Linked DNA regions of Mus musculus: region 2 is linked to region 1. The links are chromatin contacts, called in public promoter capture Hi-C maps. All regions are on one chromosome and are shown on one strand. The core of a region is the stretch at or near the end of the contact, and the rest is flanking DNA. Distances in the headings are between cores, read along the strand shown. Region 1 holds the start of Acsf2 (acyl-CoA synthetase family member 2). Region 2 holds the start of Mrpl27 (mitochondrial ribosomal protein L27).

Evidence for each region. Capture Hi-C pulls out chosen DNA fragments and counts their contacts.
Region 2: a contact with region 1 is called in a promoter capture Hi-C map of adipose tissue. The contact joins the promoter of Mrpl27 here to the promoter of Acsf2 in region 1. A contact is called at or near these places in 5 of 39 promoter capture datasets (embryonic stem cells, liver and macrophages), 3 of 484 Hi-C or Micro-C datasets (liver, natural killer cells and nephron progenitors), 12 of 115 datasets of contacts at active chromatin or transcription factors (the 230-238 cell line, CD8 T cells, the SCID.adh cell line and 6 more) and 3 of 9 other capture datasets (adipose tissue, liver and pancreatic islet).

The regions. Positions count from the first base shown.
Region 1 is chr11:94,596,820-94,604,668 of GRCm38.p6, reverse strand. It overlaps Acsf2 (acyl-CoA synthetase family member 2), which reads left to right and starts at 2,883. Exons shown (of 16, transcript NM_153807.2): 1 at 2,883-3,026. The coding sequence starts at 2,899.
Region 2 is chr11:94,649,343-94,657,191 of GRCm38.p6, reverse strand. Mrpl27 (mitochondrial ribosomal protein L27) reads right to left here and starts at 3,401. Exons shown (of 4, transcript NM_053161.2): 1 at 3,351-3,401; 2 at 574-705; 3 at 142-209. The coding sequence starts at 3,390. Eme1 (essential meiotic structure-specific endonuclease 1) reads left to right here and starts at 3,449. Exons shown (of 9, transcript NM_177752.5): 1 at 3,449-3,496; 2 at 6,169-6,969; 3 at 7,054-7,184. The coding sequence starts at 6,198.

The DNA.
Region 1 (7,849 bases), core at 1,634-4,133:
TTGGAAGTGGCTGGGGATTCTGCCTGTAGGTGCAGCTGACACCTTAGTTTATTATATTTTACTTATTGTTATCTTTTCGCTCTTGTTTTTTGTTATTATCATTGTTGTTGTGTGTGTGTATATGGTGCTGGGCATTAAACACAGGGCTCTCAACATGCTAGACAAGTTCTCTATAATTTTTAGTTTAAAAAAGATTTATTTTATGTATTTGAGTACACTGTAGCTGTACTGATGGTTGTGAGCCACCATGTGGTTGCTGGGATTTGAACTCAGGACCTTAAGAGCAGTCAGTGCTCTTAACCACTGAGCTATCTCTCCAGCCCCACTTTTTTTTTTTTCAGTACCGGGTTTCTCTATGTAGACCAGGCTTGCCTTGAACTCAGAGATCTGCCTGTCAACTAAAGGTGGGTGTGTGCTGCCATGCCAGCTTACCTTTTATTTTGAGACAGCATCTTTCTAATTGCCCAAGCAGGCCTTGACCTTTTAATCTTCCTGCTTCAATCTCTCTAAAGTAGCTGGTATTATATATCTATCTATCATCAGGCCTGCAACACAAAATTTATAAGACTATTGGCCTCTACCTTCTTCCTTCTCCTCCACCACCCCCTTTATCATTTCAGCTAAGACAATTTCTATGGCTAGAGGCATTATACTTGTTTCACTGTGATTAGATTTTTTGGACACAGGAGAACATGTTGACAGATTTATAATCTCAGCACTTTGGAGCAGGAGGCAGGAGGATCAGGAGTTCAAGACCAACATCAGTTACTTAGTAAGTTTGAAGCCAGCCTGGGCTTCATGATACCTTGTCTCCAAAAAATAGCAACAGTAGGAGCCCAGGAGATGGTTCGGTGGGTAAGGGTGCTTCCTGCCAAGCGTAATGACCTGAGTTCAATCCCTGGACTCACACAGTGTAAGGAGAGACCAACTTCAACAAGTTGTCTTCTGATCTCCATTGTGTGCACGTATGGTGTGCACGAACAAATCACATAAGATTGGCCACAGTGGTGCAAGTCTGTAATTCCAGAAGACAAAAGGAGGCAGGAGGATCAAAGTTCAAGGTCATGCTAAGATTTATACAGATGAGGTCAGCCTGAGCTATATGAGACCCTGTCTCAAAAAAAAAAAAAAAAAAAGCTACTTCATGTTGACATTAGAGCCCCTTTCTCTGTCTGTCTGTCTGTCTGTCTGTCTCTTTTTTTTCTCCCTAGGGTGGCCACAGACTCCCTGTGTAGCTGAAGATGACTTTGAGTTCCTGATTCTCCTACCTTTATTGCCCTGGCTGGAATCATGCAGGTCTATGAGTCCATTTCTGAGTCAGAGAAACAAGGGGAAGGCGATAAAGGCTTCCCCAGGCTAGCCCATAGGACAGGCAGAATGGCTTATCTTCCCTTCCCCCCAAGACTCACTCAGAGACTAGTCAGGAAGAGAAAGGGTCCCGGGGACCAGAATGTACCCTTCACTTTGCCAGGACAATTATTTATCTAGAAGGAATCAACGATTTGTCCAGGGTCATCCACCAAGCCTTCAAGGCAGGGCTTGGCTCCTGAACTTGGGATACCAGTCAGCACCCTTCACTCCCTGGGCCTGGCTGTCTGAAACCACTGTATACATTTGATTTGGAGGGCATCATGCCGTTTCAAGCCCAGCTTTTCAAAGTCTCTCCTCTTGACTTGTTCTCCAACGGAACACAGATTCTTTCCAAAAAGCTGTCAGAGGGAGAGGGAGAGGGAGAGAAAGAGAGAGATATCTGGTCACTCTGGAGATCAGAGAAGGAGTAGCTGTATTAGTCATGACCCCAGCTGAACCAGATCAAGGCAAAGGTTCACCAGGCTAACCTCCACCCTCCGCCAACTGTTCCTCTGCCTGGCTTTCTTCATTCCAAGTCAGGAGAAGGGAAGCCACCCGGCCGGGGGCCTTTCTTCTCTTCTTTCCCAGATCGTTCAGGACAACGAGGAGCTAGAAAGTGGAGGACTAGTGTACTCATCTTTGGACACCCAGCGCACAGCCTGAGCACTCACCTCTTGTAGATCTTGTCACCCATCCTCCTTGGATGACGTTAGAATACATTCCTAAGGGCACAGCTAGAGGGTTGAGTCACAAAGTCAGGGTCCTTTGGAGCCTAGGGGAGCAGCTGAGGAAATTGTGTTTAAGGCTTCAGGCTAGAGCAGAAAGAGGGAAGGTAGGATACAACAGACGCGTCCCTGATGCCACCTAATCTTGTCTACCTGGTACTCTTCTCAGAGTCGTGGGGAGGATGCAAGGTCGAAGTAAAGCTGACTCTTAGCCTCTGGCCAGACTAGCACCTTGGTCCCCGGAGGTCTCCGAATACAGAGGGGTTTACCCATCAGAGCGGTAGGTCCCAACTACCTTTCCTCTCCCCAGAGGCCCTCTGCTCCAGTTGGCAGGCCTCAGGGGCACTCGGGGCAGATTCCTTTGGCCTGTAGCTCAGCACCCAGGAAGTCCCCACGTGACCCAAGCCCTACTGGGCACGTGGGACCAACCAGTCCAGGCATTGTCATCTGGCTCTATATAGACTGTTGATTGTTTTCCCGTTTATGAAACTCTTAGGCCCTCCAAAGTTAGAGTGATGATTGCAGGAAGGCCCTGTATTGTGCTGCAGAGCCGGTCTTGGGAGCCCCGGGAGGGGGAGGGGGGACAAGGGCGGGACTTCGAGGGCGGGCTTGAAGGGCTGCAGTTCCCACGCAAAGGTGGCCAGGACCGAGTCGCCACTTCCCGGCCTCTCCTCGCCCCGCCCCGCCCCGCCCCGCGGGGACCCAGTCCTCCTCACCCCATAGGCAGAGCGACCCTCCCGCCTCCCCGTCCGCTTCTTAATTACCCTCGCCTCGTTCACTTTCAAAGTTTACTCCCGGCCCGGACCCGCGGCGGAAGCGAGCCATGGCTGTCTATCACGGGATGCTGCGCTTCGGGAGGCTGTGTATCGCGAGCCTGGGGGCGCGGGGCCCCCGGACGCTGCTCTCTCGCCCTCGGCCGAACTCGAAGTTGCAGAGTGTCCGCGCTCTCAGGTACCCCGAGCAGCATTCCGAAAAGAGAGGGGGCTGGGCAGTCCCGAGAAGGGAACTTGGGAGTTCTGCAGTGCTTGGCAGGGGCTGACCCCACTCTGGGTAGCCCTCACACACACTACCCTACCACCTAGGCAAAGGGAAAAGCCAGGCCTGCCCGGGATCTGGGGCTGCTGCTCATAGCCACAGGAGTCCCAGGCTGAGTTCAAATTCTAGTTCAGAATTCTGTATGCGTCCCATGTGGTACACAGAGCCAGGAGTGGAGGCTTTTTAACAGTACACCCGAGGAATAGAGCTGAATACTGCTAGGGCATTCTCTCAGCTGTATTAACTCCCGTGAAAAATGTGGGGACCGTTTGGGGGTCCACAGGGCACTGAGTATAACAGATCTTTCCTTCCTTTGTTTTCTTTTCCTTCCTTCTTTTCCTCCACCACCTCCTCTACTTTTTGGAGCAGGGTTCTCTCTGTAGCTGTGGTTGTCCTGAAACTCGCTCTGTACACCAGGCTAGCCTTGAAATCACAGAGATCTGCCTGACTCTGCCTTCTGAGTGCAGAGACTAAAGACCTGTACCACCACTGCCCGGCTTCCTTCCTCCTTTCAGTCATTACCACTTCTGGGCCCATTTTTTCATCTGTCTTCAGTGCAAGATCTGGGAAAGGGGTTGGCAGGAGAGAGTTGGCTGAATAAATCTAATATGACCAGACACGGAGGGGACTGCAGGAGCTTGCTGGGGAAAGGCCAAGCTGGGAGAGTTGGCTGTGCAACAAGGTGAATGGTGGTATCCTCTGCGTCCAGTAGGTATGCACATCGCCTATCCTGCTCTACCGCACGGAAGGGCAAACTACTAAGCCTGTTGTCCGTATTATTGTGCAGGCTGTGGTCTTGGAAAGGAATAGTGGAGGCACGGCAGAAAGAGGAATATGTCTCAGAAAACACTACTAAGTTTAAAAGACACTACTAAGGCCGATGAGAGTAGTGGTGTGTACCTTTAAGGCAGAGCCAGGGTTTCTGAGTTCAAGGCCAGCTTGGCCTATGAAGTAAATTCCAGGACAGTTGGGGCTAAACAGATAAACCCTGTGCACCCAATCAAAAGACAGCCCCCCTGAGAAGAAGTTGGACGGACAAGTTGGAAGATGTCTTTTTGGCTGGAACTCTCAGGTTCTGAGAGCTAAGTGCCTTCTGAGAATTAAGAAACAAACTGGTGTGTGTGTGTGTGTGTGTGTGTGTGTGTGTGTGTGTGTGTGTGTATGTATGTATGTATGTGAATTAGCACTCTAACACTGATGTTAGTACATGTTCAGCTCCTGTGAAGTGCTTTAACATCCCTCTGCCTTCTTTCCTGAGGAGACCTAGGGGCTCATGGCTCCATGCACATGTGATTTTTGTTTTTGTTTTTCCTTCCTTCCTTCCTTCCTTCCTTCCTTCCTTCCTTCCTTTCTTTCTTTCTTTCCTTCTTTCTTTCTTTTCTTTCTTTCTTTTGGGGGAGGTTTTTTCGAGACAGAGTTTCTCTGTGTAGCCCTGGCTGTCCTGGAACTCACTCTGTAGACCAGGCTGGCCTTGAACTCAGAAATCCACCTTCCTCTGCCTCCCAAGTGCTGGGATTAAAGGCGTGCGCCACCACGCCCGGCTGTTTGTTTTTTAATATGAGTACACTGCAGCTGTCTTCAGACACACACCAAAAGAGTGCATCGGATCCCATTATAGGTGGTTGTGAGCCACCATATGGTTGCTGGGATTTGAACTCAGGACCTCTGGCAGAGCTGTCGGTGCTCTTAACCGCTGAGCCATCTCTCCAGCCCTCACTTGTGTTTTAAGTGCAGGTGAAGGCAACTGATAAATGTGTTTTCCTTTATCTCTCTCTACCTTACCATTTTGAGGTAGGGTACTGAGCCTGGGACCCATTGATTCTGCTAGGATGGCTAGCCAGTGAGTTCTAGGGATTTTTTCTTCTCTGTCCCCCAGCCCCTAGCACTGAGAAGTTACAGGTGGCTGAGCCATGGTGCCAAGCTTTTGTGTGAAAGTTGGGGATCCAGCTGGGTGTGGTGGCGCATGCCTTTAATCCCAGCACTCGGGAGGCAGAGGCAGGCAGATTTCTGAGTTCGAGGCCAGCCTGGTCTACAAAGTGAGTTCCAGGACAGCCAGGACTACACAGAGAAATCCTGTCTCGAAAAAAAAAAAAAAAAAAAAAAAAGAAAAGAAAAGAAAGAAAGAAAGAAAAGAAAAAGAAAAGAAAGTTGGGGATCCGAACTCAGTTCCTTCTGACTGTACCGCAGTCGCTTTACTGATTGAGCCACTACCCTAACCCCAACATTTGTGATCTTTGGCATTTTTCTGTGTAAACAAAGCAGGTCACTTACTGCCCTCAGGCCTGTGATCTCTGAGGGCTTCAGTGTCAGGCCTCAGAGAAACTATGTCCAGAAGAGACCTATTTATCAAGAGAGAGAGAGAGAAGGAGAGAAATATTTTCTGAGTATCTGGCCCAACTTCTTTCCATTCCTCTCATATTTGCATCCTTCCTGGCTGGCTTTCATCCTTCCAAACGAAGTATCCGGTTTGTCCCCTACTCTCCCCTGCAGAAGCCTCCATCTTAGGTTTCTCAAATATTCAGCACAGGTCTCTGAGGGCATTGACCTAGCCCTCAGAGGTCAAGCACCTAGGCCCATAGGACTCAGACCCAAACTGGTGGGAGGATGAAGAGAATCGGGGAGCGGGCACTAGATGGTGCTCCAGGCATGGTGGTGTGGGAAGCTGTTGTCCTCCACCCTCTGATTAGGATACAGGCAGGCTTTGCTGCTGCTGCCCAGCACACCGAGTCCATATTTGGGTTTTCTTTTGTGTTTTTGAGGCAGGGTCTTGGTGTGTAACCTGGGCTGTCCTGCAACTTGAAGCTATTAATCTTATTGTCTCAGCCTCTGAAGCTGTGAAATTGCAGGCATGGATCACCATGCTGGTTTTGCTGAACTGGAAAGAACAAGAATTGGAAGCTAGCTTGTCTTGAGATACACCCCTGGCTGCTCTACACAGAGAGCAGAGTTAATGGCCAAGGGGCATGTTACCTAATCTCTGAGTGTGGTTAGTTTGTTGCTAATGCAGTCTTATTGATGGTGGAGAGGCAGAAGCTGGTACTATTGTTTTCAGCCTTTCCTTTGAGGTGGGACTGACCCTCGTTAGTTAAGATTTAGACTTGATCTGGACCTTAGCAGCTCCATCAAAGGGCAGGTGTGTGAACCAGCCCCCACCCCACCCCTGACTCCAACCTCTACTACTGACAACTGGGTCCCTGTAGAATGGCCTCGGCGGGGAAGCCTGCAACGTGGGTACCTGAACCCTAAGTATTTCAGACTAGAAATGTCTCCTAACAGCTGGGTGGTGGGGGTGGCTTGTGTCTTTAAGTCCAGCATTCAGGAGGCAGAGGCAGATGGATCTCTGAATTCAAGGGCAGCCTGGTCTACAGAGCAAGTGCCAGGACAGCGAGGGGCTGTTACACGTTGAAAGTCTGCCTCGAAAAAGAATAAAACCCACCACCACCACCACCACCACCTCCACCTCCACCTCCACCTCCACCACCACCACCATAACAACAGCAACAAGACCCAAAATCAAAGGGTCTCCCACCAACCTCATCATTATCTTCCTTCTCTTTCTCTGTCTTTCTTTCATTCTCTCTTTCTCTCTTTTATTTTGGTGGTACCAGGAATCAAACTCAGAATCTTGTTATGCAAGTGCCACCCTCTACTCACTTGTTTTGTAGGAAGAGTTTGTTACACTCAAATGAAGACTCACATGTGTGTTCTCTTTGTACTCATAAAGGCATATCTACCAGCCGTTCCCTTTGGATGGCAAAAGTGAGCTCTCCATCCAGAGTTGGGCCAGTCCTGGGCTCAAACTCTTTATTGCCCCTAAATAGTTCTTTGTAGTTTGCTTCCTTCATAGGCTGTGGGTTCCTTCAGAAAGGTTATATTGAGTGATCATAGGACTTTATGGTGTAATTACATATGGAAATTGCACAGGTCTTAAATGTACTGCTCAGTGAGCTTTAATGGCTTGTTCTCTAGTGCTATAACTGACTGCCAGACAACAGAGCCATCGGTAAGCTGCCCTTCAGAGTTCATTTAACTCAGAGTTCTGAGGGAGAGAAGTCCAAGGGCACAGTGCCAGCATGTGCTTGGCACCGGTGAGGGCCATCCCGCTGAGTCATGACGTGGCCCAGAGCATCATGTGGTAAGAAGACCCAGAAAACACTCCAAGGAGAGCCATTTCAAAGTCAAGCTATCCCTCTATAACCTATTACTCCACAAAAGCTTGCATGGGTTGTTCCATTCCCAAGTGCAGAGGCCTCAATGATCCAAAGACTGCACTCTAAGAATCACTGGTATATGAATTCGGAGAATCGTTTAAACCACACTTAGACTCATTACTCGGTTTCCAAAGTTACTTTTTTTTTCCTCAAGGCTTTTTCCTTCCTCCCTCCTTTTCGTTTTCTTATCCTTTCATCCTCTGTGGTTTTATTGATTTTATTGGGTCATTTTAAAAAATTGACTTTCAGGAGGCAGAGGCAGGCGGATTTCTGAGTTCGAGGCCAGCCTGGTCTACAGAGTGAGTTCCAGGACAGCCAGGGCTACTTAGAGAAACCCTGTCTCGAAAAACAAAAACAAACAAACAACAAAAAAATTGACTTTCATGCGCAGGGATGTCTTTCCTGTCTGTATGTCTGTGTACCACGGTGGTCTTGCCTGCTGTCCTCAGAGCGAGAAAAGGGCGTCGGATCCCCCGAAACTATAATTCAAGATTGTTGCGGAGCCACCATGTGGATGCTGGGAACTGA
Region 2 (7,849 bases), core at 2,152-4,651, 52 kb before region 1:
ACTCTCTGAGCCTCCGGCATTTCAACCATAAAACAGAGAGGACATCTACCTCATAGGGACAGGCTGAGGACACAAGACATTTGCATGAAAAGGTTGCCCTAGGAAAGACAAGAAAGGGGGAGGGGGCAGAGAGCAACTCACATGGGCTCCCGGGTGCCATCTAAACTGACGCTGAGTGCCAAGGATGTTGCCAGCGTGAACGTAGTGACCTGAAAGAGAAGTCCACAGTGAGCCGACTCTGTGCCAGTGTTCACAGAAGCCCAGCAAAATGCTGACAAGTCATGGCAGCCCAAGGGTCCCCATCAAACCCCAAGCCTGCTCCTGGATAGACCACTAAGATGGCCCTACATAAACAGCACCTGACCCCAATCCAGCAGACTCTTTTTTGACTGCATGGCTAAGAAACTGCAACTCCCTGGGGTCCCTGCTCCTCCCATGTGGAGATGAGTGCCACAGTGAACTGCAGAGAGACAGGAGAGTGAGGCCCCTGAGTAGCATTTCTGCTCTTCTGAGAAAGGGCAGGGCAGCACTGTGGGCTGTGGCTTGAAAACAGTAAGGAAGGCACGCCCTCACCTTCCATTTTCTTGATGCCGTAGTGTTTGCCTCGTGATTTCCCACCAAGGTTCTTAGAGCTGCCACCTGTCTTCTTGGATGCATGTCTGACAGCGAGTGCTGTGGGTGCTGTGGGGCTCAGCAGGGCTGTCACTGCAGAGAAAGCGAAACCCTGCTCAGAGAGGCTCCCGAATGCAGTGCGCTTTCTTGTCTCTGTGGACCATTTGCCAAGCTGAGAAGCAGCGAGGGAGATGAGGAAAAATGAGAGATGTGTGAAAGGAACAGAGATGCTAAGTGTGTGGTGTTCAGGGAATGCCTGGGCAGGGAGCAATTCATCCCTGGAATTGGCCCAGAGGTAACCATGGTATGGCGGGTGGGTGGTGGTGGTGGTGGTCTGTGTATTAGGGAGAGCAGGCAGTGAGCATCACGGGGGGGGGGGGGGGGAGAGAACAGTCTATGCTCTGGCTCCTGACACATCCAGTCCAGCTGAGCAGAAACAAACAGCACAGAAACAGATGAAATGGACACCAGACAGCTGCCTGCTTAGAAGATTCAGTTTCCTGGCCAAGGGAAGGGCAGCGTACAAGATGTGCAAGGCTTGCCTCTGATTCCGCCTCCCTTACCACTGCCTTAGCTATCCACTCACCCATGCACATCAGACACTTGCCACTGTCTTAGCTATCCACTCACCCACTACACATCAGACACTTGCACCAGAAGGGCAGCCCGTCCGTCAGAGGGTGGCTCCCGCAGGCAACTGGCCATTACAGAAAGGTCTTTTTTTCCCAGAGTCCATAAGCAGATGTCCAACCAAGACTGGCATTAATCTGGGCCTCTCCACCCATTATCCCAAAGGACTCAACACCATTTTCTTTAAAGGGGGAAATTATGAGGGAGGCGTTGAAGGGGATAGAGATGATCAAAATACATTGTATGCATGAACAAAATTCTCAAAGATTAAATGAAAATGCTTTTAAAAGAAGATTATCTAAAATGCATGCTAATGGGGCCAGAGAGAGATGGCTCAGAGGTTAGCAGCAGCGACTGCTCTTGCAGAGGTCCTCTGTTCAGTTTCTAGCACTTTTGTAGTGGTCCACAGTCATCTGTAACTCCTGTTTCAGGGGATCCAATGGCCTTTTCTTACCTCTGCTGGTACCAAGTATACCGTGTGGTATGCATATATACACATAGGCAAAACATTCATACACAAAAATAAAATCCAGGCTGTCTGTTTTAGGTCTCTAGGCATAGTATAGGATCTTAGGATCTAGTATCAGCCCATTTAGAGTTGCTTTATGGGTGTTTGGGGGCATAGCACTGGTTATCTAGGTTTCTCAAATTCCCATAAGAACAGAAAGTTGCTGGGATACAAGACTAGCTCTCAGAGAGCAGGCTGGGCATGGTGGCACAGGCAAGCTTTTGATGCTAGCACTTGGGAGGCAGAGGCAGGCAGATCTCTGTGACAACAGGACCAGTTTGGTCTAGAGACTGAGTTCTAGGACAGCCAGGGCTTCATAGTGATACAGTGTCTCCAAACAAACAAACATCACAAAAAAAGAACTTAGGAGACATCTTCAATGTCCAGCAATGGAATGGAATCCCCTCCCCCCTCTCCTGTAGCCCATGAAGACCTTGAACTTGCAATCCTCAGGCCTTTACTTCACATATAACCGAGGTTACAGGCATGCACTTCCTGGCTTCACCCACTCACTTACTGGTGATTGGTGTTTTGCTTTTGCCTACATTGTTTCACTCATATGTCTCTGCTCTTGTGAAAAACAAGACTTTACAGATGACTCTCTTCCCTCATTTTACAGAGCAGTAAGACTTGTGGAATCTATATCTTCAGAACAGACAGATGTCATATTCACCCACTACCCTCCAGCTTCTCTACCAACACCACTAATATCTGGGCCAAATGATCTATCCTATAGCAAGTCTTGCAGATGGTTTTCTGTGTAGGTTATTTTATTTTATTTTATTTTATGTTATTTTATTTATTTATAGCTTTTGAGTCTGTGACCCAGGCTGGCCTTGGATCTGATGAAATCTTCCTGCCCCAGGCTCCTAAGTGCAGGGATTATAGGCACTACTATTCCTGGTCCCACTTGGTTTCATTTTCATTTATTTATTTGCACCCAGTCTGCCTCCTCTTAATTGGCTCCTCAAAACTGTAAAACCGAGTCAAGTCATTTTCTTGCCTTCTGTCTACACAGGTTTGGTTGGGTCTGTCTCTTTTAGGTCTAAATTGCTATCCCTTCAAGAGACTTCCTTGGTCCCCTAATCTAAGACTCTTCACAATACTATTCGAGATTACAACTAAGTTACTCACGTGTTTACTGGCTGAACTCACAAGGCGTTAGAAACCATGTTTATGCTGGTACTCTGAGCAGTGTCTCACCAGACCTAAGCGTTGGTCATGGTCATAGACATCTGAAATACCAGCTCTAAGACGGCAAACTACACAGTGGGAACCTACCTCAAAAGCGAGGAAAGGAAAAAAGCTAAGTCTTGAATATCAATTAAATGTTTTGAACTTAGTCTTCTTCAAATCCGGAGGGATCCACATAAACCCAGAGGGGACAGAGCTTCTGGAGTAACTATCCAACGGGCTTTCATTCTGCACTCCCACCCTCCGCAAGCACCGCCCACAACGTGTCACGTGACCGGAGACAGTCGCCCTCCAAAGGTCCGGAGCCCCTCACTTCTTCCCCGTATCTAGGTTCACCATGGGCTCCAGTTTCCATCTCCCAGCCTCCCTGCTGTCTCGCCTCGCAATAGCCACAGTGCTGAGCTACCTGCTGCCCGCGTCCTCAGCGTAAGCGCCGCCGCCGCCATATTTGCTTCACGTTCACTTCCAGGCTGGGAAGTCTGCTTCCGCTACCGGGATAGATCTACTTCCGGGTCTTGCGGACAATTCAAAGAGTGGCGGGAGCAGTAGCAGGTGAGCCCAGATCTCTTGGGGTTTATGGCCGGGACCTCCGGCGACTTCTGCAGTGGACCGTGGGCCCCAGAGACAAGGAGTGTGGCCAGCACGGACGTTTGTCCCACTCCAGGAACCACACGAAGGTCCCTAGGGAGGGACCAGGGTGAGGCTCAGCTAGATTCTGTGCTAGACTGGTTGTAGATGCACAATTTCATTTAATTCCTTACAAACCTAAGTTACTGGTATTATGTTAAATTGAGATCCAGGAAGACTGCAAAGATTATCAGTCACTAATTATTGTTGAAAGAATGATTCTTGCGTGTAACCCAGCAGTTCCAGGCAGACTTAAGTGTACGCACAAGAGAACTGTGAAAACATACTCGTTCAAAATATTTGTACGTGAATGTCTGTAGCAACATTATCCGTAACAGCCAAGAAAGGGGAGCAGGCTAACCGTCCATCAAGCAATAAATGCGTAAACAAAATGTGACATAGCCACACAGTGGAATATTATTCAGCTATAAAAAATGAGGCAGTACTGGTGCATAGTATGGCCACAGAAGGACCCTGAAAGCATGACTGCGAAAGACACCAGTCACCAAAGGCACATACGGTGTGCTTTTATGAAATATACAGAACCTGTAAATCCATAGAGACAATGGATCTTATTTTATTTTTAGATGCTGGGAGAGAGAAAGAACTTGTTTTTTTGTGTGTGGGGGCTTTTTTTTTTTTTCTTAATTTTTAAATAAATAAATAAATGCCAGGTGGTGGTGGCGCATGCCTTTAATCCCAGCACTTGGGAGGCAGAGGCAGGCGGATTTCTGAGTTCTCAGCCAGTCTGGTCTACAAAGTGAGTTCCAGGACAGCCAGGGCTATCTATACAGAGAAACCCTGTCTCAGAAAAAAAAAAAAAAAAAAAATGGTTATAGAAATACCCTTGCTTTTGAGAAGTCTCACTGTATCAAGTAGGCTGGCCTTGAACTCAAAATATCCCCCTCTGTAGCCTCCCAATAGGTGGGATTGCAGTTGTGTGCCAGCATGCCCAGTTTGTAGGATTTCTCTTTGTGATGATGGAGACATTCGGGAGTAAGAGGAGGGTAATGCTGACACAGCACAGACATACGGAGCCCCATCAGTCTGAGTGAATGATTTCTTTATCTGTTAACTGTACTAAGGCTGGGGCCTAACGTTCATGTAGGGCTCTCTATGTGCTAAGCAAGCACTCTACCGCTGCTACTCCAACACCTAAAGGATAGTTTTGAGTACTATACACTATGTGAATTGTAAGGGGAGTTTTTTCCTGTGTGTGGACATGAGCGTACATGGGTGTGTGCATAGGCATGCTTTCCACTGTGTGTAGGTTCTAGGAACTGAAATCCAACTAGGTGACATATGTTTTTGCTCACCGAGCCATCTGATTTACTTGCTTTTATTTGTCTATTTTAAATTTTCATTTCTTTTTATTTTATATGGATGTGGAGGCCAGAAGAGGGCATTGGATCTCCTGGAACTGGGATGACAGGCGGTTGTGAGAAGTGTCCAGTGTGGATGGTTGGCCTCGAACTCAGAAATCCGCCTGCCTCTGCCTCCCAAGTGCTGGGATTACATTGTTTCTTATTTTTGTTTTTGTTTTAGAAAGATCTCCATGTTAGGGGGGCCAGTGAGATATGACTCAACTGGTAAAGGTGCTTGCTGACAAGCCTGATGACCTGGGTTCAATCCCCGGGACTCACACTGTGGAAGGAGGGGACAAACTCCCTGAAAGTAATCCTCAGATTGCCACATATGGGCTGGGGCATGTATGAGCCCACGCACATATGCAAATATTTTAATATTTATTTTAAAAATGATCACCCTGAGCCAGGCGTGGTGGTGCACACCTTTAATCCCAGCACTCGTTGGGAGGCAGAGGCAGGTGGATTTCTGAGTTCGAGGCCAGCCTGGTCTACAGAGTGAGTTCCAGGACAGCCAGGGCTATACAGAGAAACCCTGTCTCAAAAAACCAAAAAGAGGGGCTGGTGAGATGGCTCAGTGGGTAAGAGCACCCGACTGCTCTTCCGAAGGTCCGGAGTTCAAATCCCAGCAACCACATGGTGGCTCACAACCATCTGTAACAAGATCCGACGCCCTCTTCTGGAGTGTCTGAAGACAGCTACAGTGTACTTACATATAATAAATAAATAAATAAATCTAAAAAAAAAAAAAAAAAAAAAAAAAACCAAAAAGAAAAAAAAAGATCACCCTGTTAAATCAAGAACTATTGTGCACACTTGTGATCCCAGCACGTGTCAGTGCAAGGCAAAGAGAGATCTGGAGCTCACACTCGTTCTCAGCTGCATGAGTTCAAAGCCAGCCTGAGAGACACAAGAGACGGTCTCAGAAAGACAAAATAGAAAGCGCTATCAAATGCAGGCCTCTTCAAGGTGAGAGTATTGAGCTTTCGTTGGTATCCCCATTAAAGTTTTCCAACCCTATTTTGATAACTCTCTGTGACCTCGAAAGGTTTTGAAGCAGAGATCGTGGTAGTGTATCCTTGTGGCCATTTCGAGTTCCAGATTGAATGTGCTGAGGGCATGTCCTGTTTCTCTGATTCTCTGAACACATTTATCTTCACAAGGCTTGGCCTCATGAGCACGTCCAGTGGAGCAGCTTCAGTGACCTCACGTGTGTCTCATCTCTCCTCGTAGGCAGTTCATTTGAGAGCTCTAATGGGTTGATGGCTCTAAGAAGGTTATCCCTGTCTCGCCTCTCCACGGAGAGTGATTCTGAGGACCTGCCCACATTTGCCTTTTTGAAGAAGGAACCATCTTCAACCAACAGGAAGCCACCTCAGAGGGCGAAGAACATAGTGGTTGTCACCTCAGATTCTGAAGCCTCCTGTCCTCCATCACCAGGCCTCAAAGGTCCACCATGTGTCCCCAGTGCAGCTGGAGCTCCCCCACAAGCAGGGCCAGTCAGAGTGCTAAGCAGTAGCAGTGAGGACGAAGATGTATTTGTCCCCCTAGCTGAGAGGATCACATGTAAGCTTTTGACGAGCAAGCAGCTGTGCCCTGAGCTCTCTAGCTCCTCACTTAAAACAGGTTTGGATGGCCAAAATAATGCCAGCGCACCATGTGACTGGAAAAGGCAACCATGGCCAAAGATTCCCGATGTTCCCCTCCACGGTGCCTTAGAGAAGAGTGCTGCAAATGATGAGGACTCTCTCTTAGACGATCAGTGTCGTCAGCTTCCAACCTACCAGGCTACCTGCAGGGAGCTGGCAGTCTCCAAAACAAATTCCGACCGACCTCTACCCAAGAAGAGAACCAAGCATATTCAGACGGTCCAGAGCGGAGGCTCTCAGGGATGCTGGCGACCGGGACAGGCAAGCAGGAAGGAAAACACCCCGAGGCAGCATGAAAGAAAAAAGAAGGCAGAGATGATCAAGAGGCTCAAAGCCCAGAGGCCAGAGGAATGCCTGAAGCACATCGTGGTGGTGCTGGATCCAGGTCCTCCCAGATGCCAGCTTCCCCTGAGCCCAGATGTCTGTGTCCTAGACTCCTCCATGACCAATCCTTTCCTATCTATTGCAGTGCTTTTACAGATGGAAGGTGGGGGCCAGCTCCTGGGAGCGCTGCAGGCCATGGAGTGCAGCTGTGTGATTGAAGTCCAGGCCATACCTCGAAGCATCACTTGGAGGAGGAGGAGGACAGAGCTGGTAGAGGTAGAGCTTCTGGCTGGAGGGTCTTCTTCCCCTTAACCCGTTAGCCCTGCAGGATAAACTGCTGCATTGCCCCTGGCTGACACTCAGTGGCATAGCCGTTACTGTCCCGCAAGTCTGGAGGGATGCGGAGAGGAGGTGGTTAGCAGAACCCAGAAGAAGAATAGAGAGGAGGGTCAACTTCAGAGACACTTTGGGCTGTCCTAGAGTGGTGTAGGTATAGTGAACACCAGACGACTCTGTTATGGGGAATCCTGGGAAATACAAGCACTCGGAGTTCATTTTCTTTCCCTCCAGTTTACCACGCAGGTTCCTAGCTGAGAGCCCCAGGGTCTAAGGGATCAAGTAACATCTAGACATAGCTTAAGCGGAATGGGACAGGAAGAGGATGTATATGAAGTCCCTAGTTCTCTTGACTGGGCTTTGGGATGTCCTGGCCCCGAGGCTTGACTGCTGGACTCTGCAAGTTATCATGTGTCTTTGTGCTTTAGTTGCCTGTTGCAGAGAGAGGAGCAACTGGTAGCATCCCTTTCCCCTGCCTGAATGAGGTAATCTGACACCAGCGTTTAGTAGTCTGACCATCTCCAGCCTGAGCTCCCCTCCCCACATTACTATACTAACTGTTCCTACCATTCCTCCTCCTGTGAATCCAGCCACTCTACCGCTCG